2 separate regions of the Gasterosteus aculeatus genome follow, and region 2 is linked to region 1. A link is a contact called in public Hi-C data. All regions are on one chromosome and are shown on one strand. The core of a region is the stretch at or near the end of the contact, and the rest is flanking DNA. Distances in the headings are between cores, read along the strand shown. Region 1 overlaps LOC120816070 (ephrin type-B receptor 1-B). Region 2 holds the start of LOC120816499.

Region 1 (5,198 bases), core at 682-3,181:
GGTTCTTGCCAGCGGCAGCAGTAATTCTCCCTTACTTACGGAGCCTTGCTTATTTCTTTTTGCCCTTAAACCAATTAGACCTAGATAAGCCCGCTCATTTAACCGCCTGGAACCGGGTGGTGGAGGGTTAGAGCAACGGAGGATGAAACTGCGATTAGAGGACGGACCTGGGGAGGGAGGCAGATAAAAAAAAAAGTATGAGCCCACGGAGGGAGGTCAGTGAGGTTCAGAAAAGGAGAGGTTTTCTGTTTTACAAATGAGCATCTTGCAGTTTTAACAAGGCCCCCGAAAGTAAGCAATCACCGGGCCGCCTCGGCTGCGCGGCGGCAACATTCAGTGTAAGAGCTCATTAGTAATGTGCTTTAACCAGTCATTTAGGATGTTGTGTTAAGCACCTGTGCTATTCTAAAGTAAAGCCTCCTCCTCAGGGGCCAAGGGGATGAATATTGTAGCTTCCTGAATAAACAATATTAATGATTTCCTTCGAGACAGATAATAGGCAATAAGGTCAGAACCACACGTCGTTGATACACATTAATAAGGAGCGCCAGCGCCAGAGTGGAGTATCGATTGGAAAGGTTAGAGGAGTGTGCGTTGTGGAGCAATGTTGCAGCATCCATCGGCGGTAGAGACTGGGGTAAAGTGTCCTTCGGCAACACACCGACTTGGCTCCAGAGCTGCTGTCTCATAGCTGATCCACTGCCCCCCCCCCCCACCCGACCCCACCCTTCCCCCGTGGGGAGGTCAGAATCAGCCTGCTGGGTTCATGTCTAATCAGTGCAGCGGGAAGCTGGAATTGCACTGACAGTTTCGTGTGGAATGGAGTTGTGGCGCTGAGAAGATAAGACACGGCCGGTCCACCTGTTGGGACAAGTGTTATTGGTCATTGCTTAAACTTTTATAAGTCGGAAAGCACTTTTGGCCGTTTGGAAATTTCACATTGCATTTGAAATATTGAAAAAAAAATCAGGCTTCAATTGATAGATTCCACGGCGCGTTATGTTTTGCATTATTTTCCCAGGCGCAAGTCGTATTGTCACCTAAACACACTGTAAGTGCTCCCCACGGTTCTGTATCGAAGTTGCCTCACAGACTAAAATCTTGTAATAAAAAAAAGAGTGACTTTGAGAGACTGGTGCGCCGTCGAGTTAAGAAATCGTGGCTGCTGTGCGATGTGAATTGTGCGCGCGTGCGTGCGAGCTCACCAGCTGAGCAGAGGAGGCCGTCTGTGAAAAGAGTCCCGTTGAGTCTCTAATGGATGTAGATGTGTGATTGCTCCTTTCCCCCTGCCTGCCTTGTTTCAAATGGTTAGAAAAGAGAACAACAAACATATGGAGGCAACACAGGCCCACCGGGTCGAGGTGCTAGTGCTGAAAAGACTTATAAAAAGGATTATGTGTGTGAGTGGCTACACGAGTGTACAAGTTTGGGCCAAAAGGCACAACCGCTGATCTGGGACAACCTGAAGTAGAATTCCATCGTTGTTATTATTGTGCTTTCGGGTGCCTGTGTCGTCTGGCAGGGACGGCAGAAATGGCCTCATCCCATAATTGAGGCTTTACTTTTTTCCACAGTGTTAAGATGCGCTTACACGGCCCACTCAGCTATGACGACCCCCAGTGAAACCCCCCCCGCCTGCAGCTTGTGTACCCGCGGTGCTGTAAATGTGTTGTACTGCCTTTTATTGTGAAAGGCTTTTGCTTGCATGCAGTCAATGCGACATCGTGGGAATAGTATGTGGTCTGTGCAGGTTGTTTGAATAGCGTAGTGCGTATTTTCTGTTGGACAGAATGATCACCGAATTGTTTCTCTCTCTCTCTCTTCTCTCTCTCTTCTCTCTCTCTCATGCACACACAGAAACAACACGTGCACATAACACATACACGCACACAATGCTCTCTCACTGCTCACCTTACCCCAGAGACATGTGAGCCTTGGGAAGGCCAGATGGTAGATGCAGGTTGGGGGCTGGTATGCATGCGCACATTTCTGTGTACCTCTCATTGGGAGAGACGAAGGCGAGAGCAGCATGCGGTTTTTCTCTATTTGCAGCCTGGTTGTCTCCCCGGCGCCAAGTGGACATGGTCCTATCCTTCAGTATGCCGTCCGCCTGTGTCTTCTTGCACATTCCTGCGGCCAGAGAGGATTTTCCCGAAGGAGATGCTATCAGCAGTGTTAGGTTCCGCCCGTCCGGCTTTGTGCTCAGGCCCTTTTATCAGAGCAGGTGACTGACTGGCTGCGGGACGAAGGCTCGGGCCTTATCGGTCCCATCTCGGGGACCAGCGGACCCCACCGCATCCGCAACATACGAAACGCATTAGAGCACAGGAGTGAAAGGGATGACGCTCGGGACACAGTTCAACCTCAAACTGTGTGAGTCATCTGTTTTCTGGTGAAAGCCAGTTCCCTCAAAAGGAAAACACACAATATGGACACTCATACACAAACACACACACACAATGAAATACTCATTGTGGCTTAAGAGCACGAACTTAGAAATAAACCCCCGAGCAACTCAGAGTGGAAAATGGCAACGCGAGTAATTGATTGGGAGCAATGACCCAGCCTTCCCACCACTCAAGGATGGTGGTGGGAAAAATGTTGCTTTTTCTCATTCTTTTTCTCTCTCTGGCTCTTTTTCTCCATTATCACCTGTCCTCCAGAGTGGGTGACGGTTGTTCAGTCAGCAGGAAAGGGGAGCCTCTTCGATGTCTGCGCAGTTGAGAGGCGAGAAGCGAAGGCATTGATTATCGAGTCTTATTTCCCAGTGTCCAGGCGACCTTGGGTCGTGGGGCCTCTTTTAGCCCCCGTCCTCCCCAGTCCTCCCTAAATCACCCTAAAACGCCTGTTTTTGACTCGACTTCTCGGCCTTTCTTTTTTTTTTTTTTTTCAATGAATTTTAATTAAACCCAAGTTAAAAGCTGCCCACCTCCTCTTCTAAAAGTTCTTGCCTTGGAATAATTGGTCGTTTCAACTGGTTTCTCTGTTCTTTCGTCTTTTATACCCTTCCTTTTCCCTCACCTGCCCCTCACCCCCGCACCTTTTCTTAGTGGAAAACAGATGCATTTATGAAGCATTATAGGGTTTACTACAAGAGAAAAAAGTGAAATATGAGTCCGAAGTCCGATTCTGAAGACGTAATAGAGGCAGGAACAGGAAGAGGGTTAAGAGGCTGCTGGGGATGAGAGGCTTGTAGAAACAAAGGGCTTCATTTACGATTGTTATAATGAGATCTGTTTTTAAGTCGGACCCAGAATGATTTAATTTGACTTTTAAGCCCATCGGCTCAGGCTTAAGGTCTGCAAACAGGAAGGCCTGGGGGGGGGGGGCAAAGGCTGACTATGGAGTGGGAGGGGGGCAGGTCGAGTGGTGCAGGGGTTTTGTGAGATGACTTTCTATGTGTGGGAAACCTTTTTAAAGCCTACAATCAAACACACTGTTTATACAGCGAATCCCGGCTTTTGGAGTCGAAATGTTCAATATTAGGAAGACGCCGACGTAGAGGAGGGGAAAAAACAACAACTTTGTGGTATTTTTGCATTTTAATTCAATCTGCAGCCTAGAGGAGGCTGCGCTCAGAGGAATTAGAGGCAGAGCGTTAATGTGGCTGAAATTACGGATGGTGACGGAAGCTGCTCCACTTCTGATTAAATAAAAGCCAGCTCCTCCACAGGCCGTTTCACATAGGGACATAGAAGCAGACACACACACACATGCACGCTAGCACAGAAATGCATGAAGAAGAGCCCCAACACTCACACATAGGTCGCTAACACACGCACACACACATGGCTTTGATGTGTGGAGAGGAAATGAGTAGAGACAGAGAGCTAAGGGCTCGGGCCTGGGGCCTGTCCCATTATTAATGAGTTAGTGCCAACTGCTTCTCCCAGGTTCAGGACATGTGGACATATTCCGCCATTCCCAGGCCCCTCTTCTCTCCATAAATGTAATCTCTTATCAAGCATTGGCTTCTTTTGCGATCGAGAGGGTGCAGATAGAGAGAAATTGTGCTTTGTTTCACTGTGCACGTCTGCGCTGTGACGAATGGAAATTGTGTGTTGGAGAGAAATGAAGTGCCGGCGCGGTGCAAAATGGAATGGCAGCTTCTGAGAGGGGCGCTGATGGGCCATTGAGTAGCAATGGTGGGAGGGCAGTTTTCACCCCGCATAACACTGAATCCTCTTGCCAGTCAAATTGCTGCCTGTCCTGTGCAGTCCACTTCTCCTGCTCCCTGAAGAGAGCTTTTTGGAGGGAATTAACTACTGATTTGAAGCATGTAATGGGAGATGAGTGGACACCATGTCTCATCTACCAGCAGTTTCCTCGCTGGCCAGGAGTAAAACTTAAAAACAATAGGGTGAAAGACATTTCTCTAAAAAATCAACTGTGGTTTGTTTGACTTTCAAGTTCTGTTCTGAGAATTCAGGAAAAAGAAGGTAGAAGAAGAAATGTAAATCAAGCATGGCAGGTATTCAAGATGTCAATATCCAATTCTGTTATCTAATACTCAATATTACTAGATACATTCTTCCACAAAGTGATCCTTGCCCACGTTGACCTGTTGACCTTGCCGTCCCTCCGTGAACAGATAGTGAGGGAATGAAAACCATGTAATGCAACCTGCGGTCAAAGCACAACCAAACATAGGTTGATTTAGCAAGTCGATAAAACCAGATATACAAACAGAACTGAAACATTTCCCACTCACTGGATTGTATTTTTGTATAATTCTGTTGTCCATTTAAAGCTGTATGTGCAACCCTTTTTGTTAGAGGCGAGCAGGAGGACGAGGATAAGGACTCATTTGTGTAATAGGAAAGAGGGACAAAGAGACAAGGATGGCCCTGTATCCGCCTAAGATCTTATTTGTGCTAATGAGGAGGCTGGTGGCTCTGGCTTCTAACACTTAAGCACATCCAGCCCTTTAGACTGTGTATGTCCTTGTGCGCGTATCTATGTGAGAGTCCTTGTATGTCTGTCGGGAGTGTGATTTTTCCTTTTGCTTTAAAATAAATCATGGCTGTAATGAACGATGTCGAGAAGATTCCCTGAGCCACCGTGTGTGTATTTGCTAATACTGTGAGCTTGTTTGTTAAGGCTGCTGCTAAATCTACCAAAGGCTTTGCACTGTCCTAACCCAAACCTGTTCTGGTTTGAATGGTTGAACAGTATGAACCCCCCCCTCCTTCCTTTTC
Region 2 (5,044 bases), core at 1,029-3,528, 220 kb after region 1:
ACGGTGTCCGGCAACCCGAATGTGCAGGAAGCGGGACTCCAAAGATCCACTGCATCAAAGATCTCTCGCCAGGTGGGATTCTTTTTACAGTTCCAGGATTAGATTGGAAGTATCAAACTCCTTCTCAGGACGACCTCTCTCCTCAATCAAATATCTAGTAGTGCTCTTCTACGTACGATCCCAGCTTTGTTATGGTCTCCATGATAAGTAAGGGAGGGCAGAACCGGATGGTCCGCAGTCAAAATAAAATACCTTTGCAATGATATCACTTAATTTTTGATGAGTTTGGACGGTCCAGTCTGCATATGTTCAGATTTAAGTACAATACGATACATTTCCCCCCAAAAGACAAGAACAGGTTTATGAATTCATAGGTGTGTAATTGAGCAGAATTTGCTGCTTTATTGCATCTTTCTATTTTTAACAGAGTATTGTGACAATGCAACCAATTGGTGTATTATTGCATATGTTCCCCTTTGGGTGAGGCAGAAAGGTTGCCATGTTGGTGACTATACATCATGGTTCCTCAGAGGTGGGTATATCTTTGTATGCATTTGACCTCAAGTTAACCCTTATCAGCAGACGGGACACTCCCTTTTAGTAATTATTATGAGCATATTAAAGTAGAAAGCGAGGCGCGACAACAAGGATTGCCCATTGTCGGGAACATGTAAAATGCCAGGTCGTGTTGATACATCAACCTGATAAGGGAAGTAACTAAGGCGTGAGCCATCTCACTCACGTCTCATCTTTGTTCAGAGTTGCACATGAGCAGAAATGATCTGGCATTTGCAACCGAGCACTCCGAATTCAGGAAATGGAAGTTTAGTCGAGTGAATTAAAGATTTAGAATATGGTTGATACTCTCAAATGGAACCTCAAAAAGAAATCGGCTCTCAAGATCTGTGTACTATGATTGAGAAAGCAAGTGACCCAATATATATATATATAAAACCTTGGGTGTAATTGTAGACCAGCAAGACTCCATGAGCTTTTTTTCTGTTTTTCATCAATTATCAATCTATCTCTTTGCATCTTGTTACTTTTCTATATGTGACATTTAAAATATGTGACGCCACAAAAAAATCTATTGCTTCAACCAGATACTGTATATAACATAAAATATTGAGCTGTCCAGCGCAACTACTAAACCACGATTGATTAACCTGAGACTAGTCGTTTGTCTCAGGTAATCAATCAGGTTAATCAATCAGTGACAATTAACTGAACTGCAGACTGCTGAACACATTGAGGAGATATATATAGAGAGAGGACAGGTCTTAAGTAGAGGTTGCAAAGATGTAAATAGTTTAATCATTAAACAATTTACATCTTTGCAACCTCGAAAATTCGTGGATTCAACATCTAGCTGATTTGTCAGATAGATGTTGAATCCACGAATTGCACCGTTTTTCAATTTTGGACAACTGCCGTTTTGACAATAAAAAAAGGGTTCGATAGCACCATGTGGTAATTTATGGACCACGTGTATAAAAAATGTTATACTGTTATTGTTATTTTTCCCAGTTGTGTCTAGAATTTTTCCGGTTGTCAGACTGTGCCAGGACCGGTAGAGAACAGGGCTGCTCTGTACATACCTGTGAGGGCTTGTTTATGAGTAACTCACTCACTCCTGTGGCATTCATCACTCACCTTTTACACTTGAGATACAGTGAGATAAAGCCGGTATTATCTGTTAGGAAATCAGGCTGCAGTCTTTTCACTGTAAATTATCTCTGCAGTTAAGATAGTTACTGAATTGCGGTGTATTTGCCAACAAGAGATCTCTACGGATACACAGTAATGTTGTGCCACTGATCTCGAACAATGACCCTCTTTTATCGGTTGGACAGTTTTTAAGAGCTCTAATATTTGTCTTGAGCCGTCCTCTCTATTGACGCATGCCGTCAAGCTTCAGGAATGCCCCATTATTGGAAAAGACGAGTCTTCCGAACTGTCTTTTGATCACCCTTCTTTCACTTGTCCTTACACTGTGCACTGATATCTTATCAATAATCAAAACTTTACCACTACCAAATATGGTCGGAAAATGCTGTGCTGACCAACCAAATCACTCACAGGTCATTATTGTCCCTCACTAACTATGAACCCTGACCTTGCCTATCACTATTTTCAGTAACTGTGTCAGCTGCAGTATCACTCTGGGAATATTCCTACGCCACAGAGATCAAGTCCAACCCCTTATTGTCTTTCTCGCCAATAGTCCTCCTTCTCCACCCACTGCTGAGGTTACCTGTTTAGTTGGTGGGGAGGGCATTGAATGCTTAAAAGCACGCCTTCTGTCCTGAGACGGACTCAATAGGGTCCACATCGCGGCGTGCTGGCGGTACAAGCTGAGATTCCACACAGAGGCACAACAGTTACTGCTCATCGTTCATTTTTCAACTGAGCAAACAGAGAGCGCATTAGCGACGCGAGAGCAGCTGCCGTTACTGGATCAGCTATGCTTGGAGGCATCCTCCCAAATTTGTTGGTCACAGTGACTCTACTCTTTGTAACTCCAACAGTTACTCAGTGCAGGTGGGTGTCAGAATAACTTTAATCTGTCAATTTTAATCTGTTTAATCTGAGATGATGTGTTAATTGAAATATTATTATACGGATCATAGGAATGTCATCATGTTAAAACATATTTGTATTTTGATTTGTGTTGGTTTCATTTTAAGGTCAATAGTATGTTTTATTAGTTATTGGAGAAACATAAAAATCTTTTTTTCATTTCAGGGGTGAAATTGACTTTTCATCAGTTACTTTACCAGGTTGGGGGACAAATTCAGGTATGACGTTTTACTAAGAGTTGTAGACGCCATCATGCATATAATAAACAACAAGGATTAAATTAAAAAAAACATAAATAGAGATACATGCATACTGTACATCCAACTATATTTGATCCCTTTTTTTCTCTTCATAGAATATGTTACACAGTGTGTCTATGACAGCCGTGGCCCTGTGATTTGTGACTGGAATGCAACAGGTACAGATGATTAGCGCAAAAGGGCACCGCAATTGATTGAATTTTTAAAGTCATCAAGATAGGTTACAGTTCAGCTCAGATAGAGTTTTGCTTTGACACCAAGATATAACTTTAGAGTAGTAAACGTCAATGCGGTCCCGCCCTCTCTAAGGGGATTTGGAACATCGGTCCACAGTTCTGTTTTAATCTACAGGGAGGCTATGTGCCTCGCCGTGTATCAACAGCTGATCTGAGGCAGACTAATAATCTTTTATAGTCTGGTGCTCTCTCAGGCACAATGAAAGGAGAGGGCCTACACTTAAGGCTCAAATTTAGCACAAAACACTATAAACAGCAATCTTGGATTTAACGATGATTGCACCAAAACAGATTTGCTTCTTTTTGTATTGCAATAACCACGAAGTTTGCCAGTTCTGATGATAAAAGCACTTTCAGAACCAGTGTAGTTAATAATGTATTTCATCGTTCATATTGTGTGATTTAAAGACAAGCGGAGTGGTCACTGTCATTGAATTATTACCGACAGTGTTTCATTAGACCTTTATGAAAAATCCTTTGAGTCCATTTTATTATGTGGAGGAAAACATTTAGGGTAACACATTTGCTCATTGTCCTTTTCACCTACAGAGGATGGCGTAGTGACAGCTGTAGAGAGTGGTCCACTGAGACTGGAGGGCGAGGCCTGTCTAGAGTTTTGGTACTTAGCCCCAGTTGCAACTAATGGGACAGAACTCCGTGTCCTGCTGAAGAGCAGCGTTGGTCTGAAAGAAATCTGGACCTTGCCTCCCCGTCACAGGGATGCTTGGAGACAAGTATTTGTCCCTTTGGACATCATCAACCCAGGGACACAGGTGAAATGAACAAACCTGTAATTAAACTGTATTGGGTCAAATATACTCAAATATAACCTTGTGCATATTCAAATAGATAATCTGTTTTTACATCAGGTCGTTATCGAAGCAGCATCCACGGAGGGACAGTTTGAATTTAACCGGATGGGTGTAAGGAGAGGCTCATGTGGTAAATATTATTTTGGTCTTCTTGTACAATATTATTATTATTAATATACAGAACAGCTTACTTTTTGGTCTGTTAAATTGAATACAATCACTGTCATACAATGACAATTCTGGTTAGGGACACTTGAATTAGTGTTATTCCTATGACCCTTCCTAAGTGATTGTTTACTCTGTCACATCCCATGTAGGACCCCAGTGTGAATCTGACGCAGAGCTGTGGACGGATGAGTCCACTCGCTGCCTCTGTCCTGGTGGTCAGCTCTCTTGCTCCCCCTCTCAGTGCCCTGAGGGCCAAAGCTGCACCCCTCAAAGAGGGGCATCCACTGCCACTTGCACTGTGCACAGTCACACTGACTGCAGCACTTTTGATGGAGAGGTGTTCCGCTTCATGATGCCCTGCACCTACACGCTGGCTAAGACCTGCTCGCCCTCTGAGGCCATGCCCATGTTCACGGTGGAAGTGGTTAACGAGCAGAGCTGGAACTCGTCGCTGCCGACTGTTCAGCAGGTCGTTGTGAACATGGGGAACTTCAGAGTGTCCCTGCTGAAAAGGGAAACAAGCCGGATTGTGGTGAGTCACTCTAAAAGGGGAATGAAATTTAGGAAGGAACAAATATTGTAATCCATTACTGATGTCTGTAGCATATGCCGATATATTATATGGACAATTCTTCTCCATAGATAACATCATGCTCTCTTAAAAAGGGAGGCTAGTTTTCTCCTGTGTTTATACAAAAATAGTGCATGTTTTGGCTTATGCTTTATAAACTACAACCACGAGGCCTCACATTTTTGACACTGGTTTATGTTCAGTTTACTCTGAACTGAGCTATTTATACAATTGATATCACATCAAATGTCAACAATTGTATTTTTCATGGCTAAAGGAAACAGTATTTTTTGTTCCTTAAATCTCATATTATTGTCATCATTAATATGGTTCCTACAACTTCAGTTTTATAAGACCTTGCCTTTATAATGCAATGAGTGCTGAGCTATAATGTAATGAATCGAGGAGTTCCCATAT

The links. Hi-C and Micro-C count contacts between places; a contact is called where the count stands out from the background.
Region 2: a Hi-C map of skeletal muscle shows a contact between it and region 1, with 5 times the contacts expected there. The contact joins the promoter of LOC120816499 here to the enhancer-like site in region 1. A contact is called at or near these places in 2 of 6 Hi-C or Micro-C datasets (skeletal muscle and tail fin).

Annotation. Positions count from the first base shown.
Region 1 is chr3:2,569,125-2,574,322 of fGasAcu3.hap1.1, forward strand. All of the region lies in intron 1 of LOC120816070 (ephrin type-B receptor 1-B), which reads left to right. Among protein-coding and RNA genes, the nearest start is that of LOC120816070, 5.2 kb to the left of the region's middle. Within about 2 kb of position 1,932, at least 1 of the 9 cell types and tissues checked has open chromatin away from gene starts, as enhancers often do.
Region 2 is chr3:2,790,960-2,796,003 of fGasAcu3.hap1.1, forward strand. It overlaps LOC120816499, which reads left to right and starts at 2,279. Exons shown (of 28, transcript XM_040172143.2): 1 at 2,279-2,541; 2 at 2,746-2,798; 3 at 2,936-2,998; 4 at 3,626-3,849; 5 at 3,946-4,018; 6 at 4,206-4,588. The coding sequence starts at 2,465.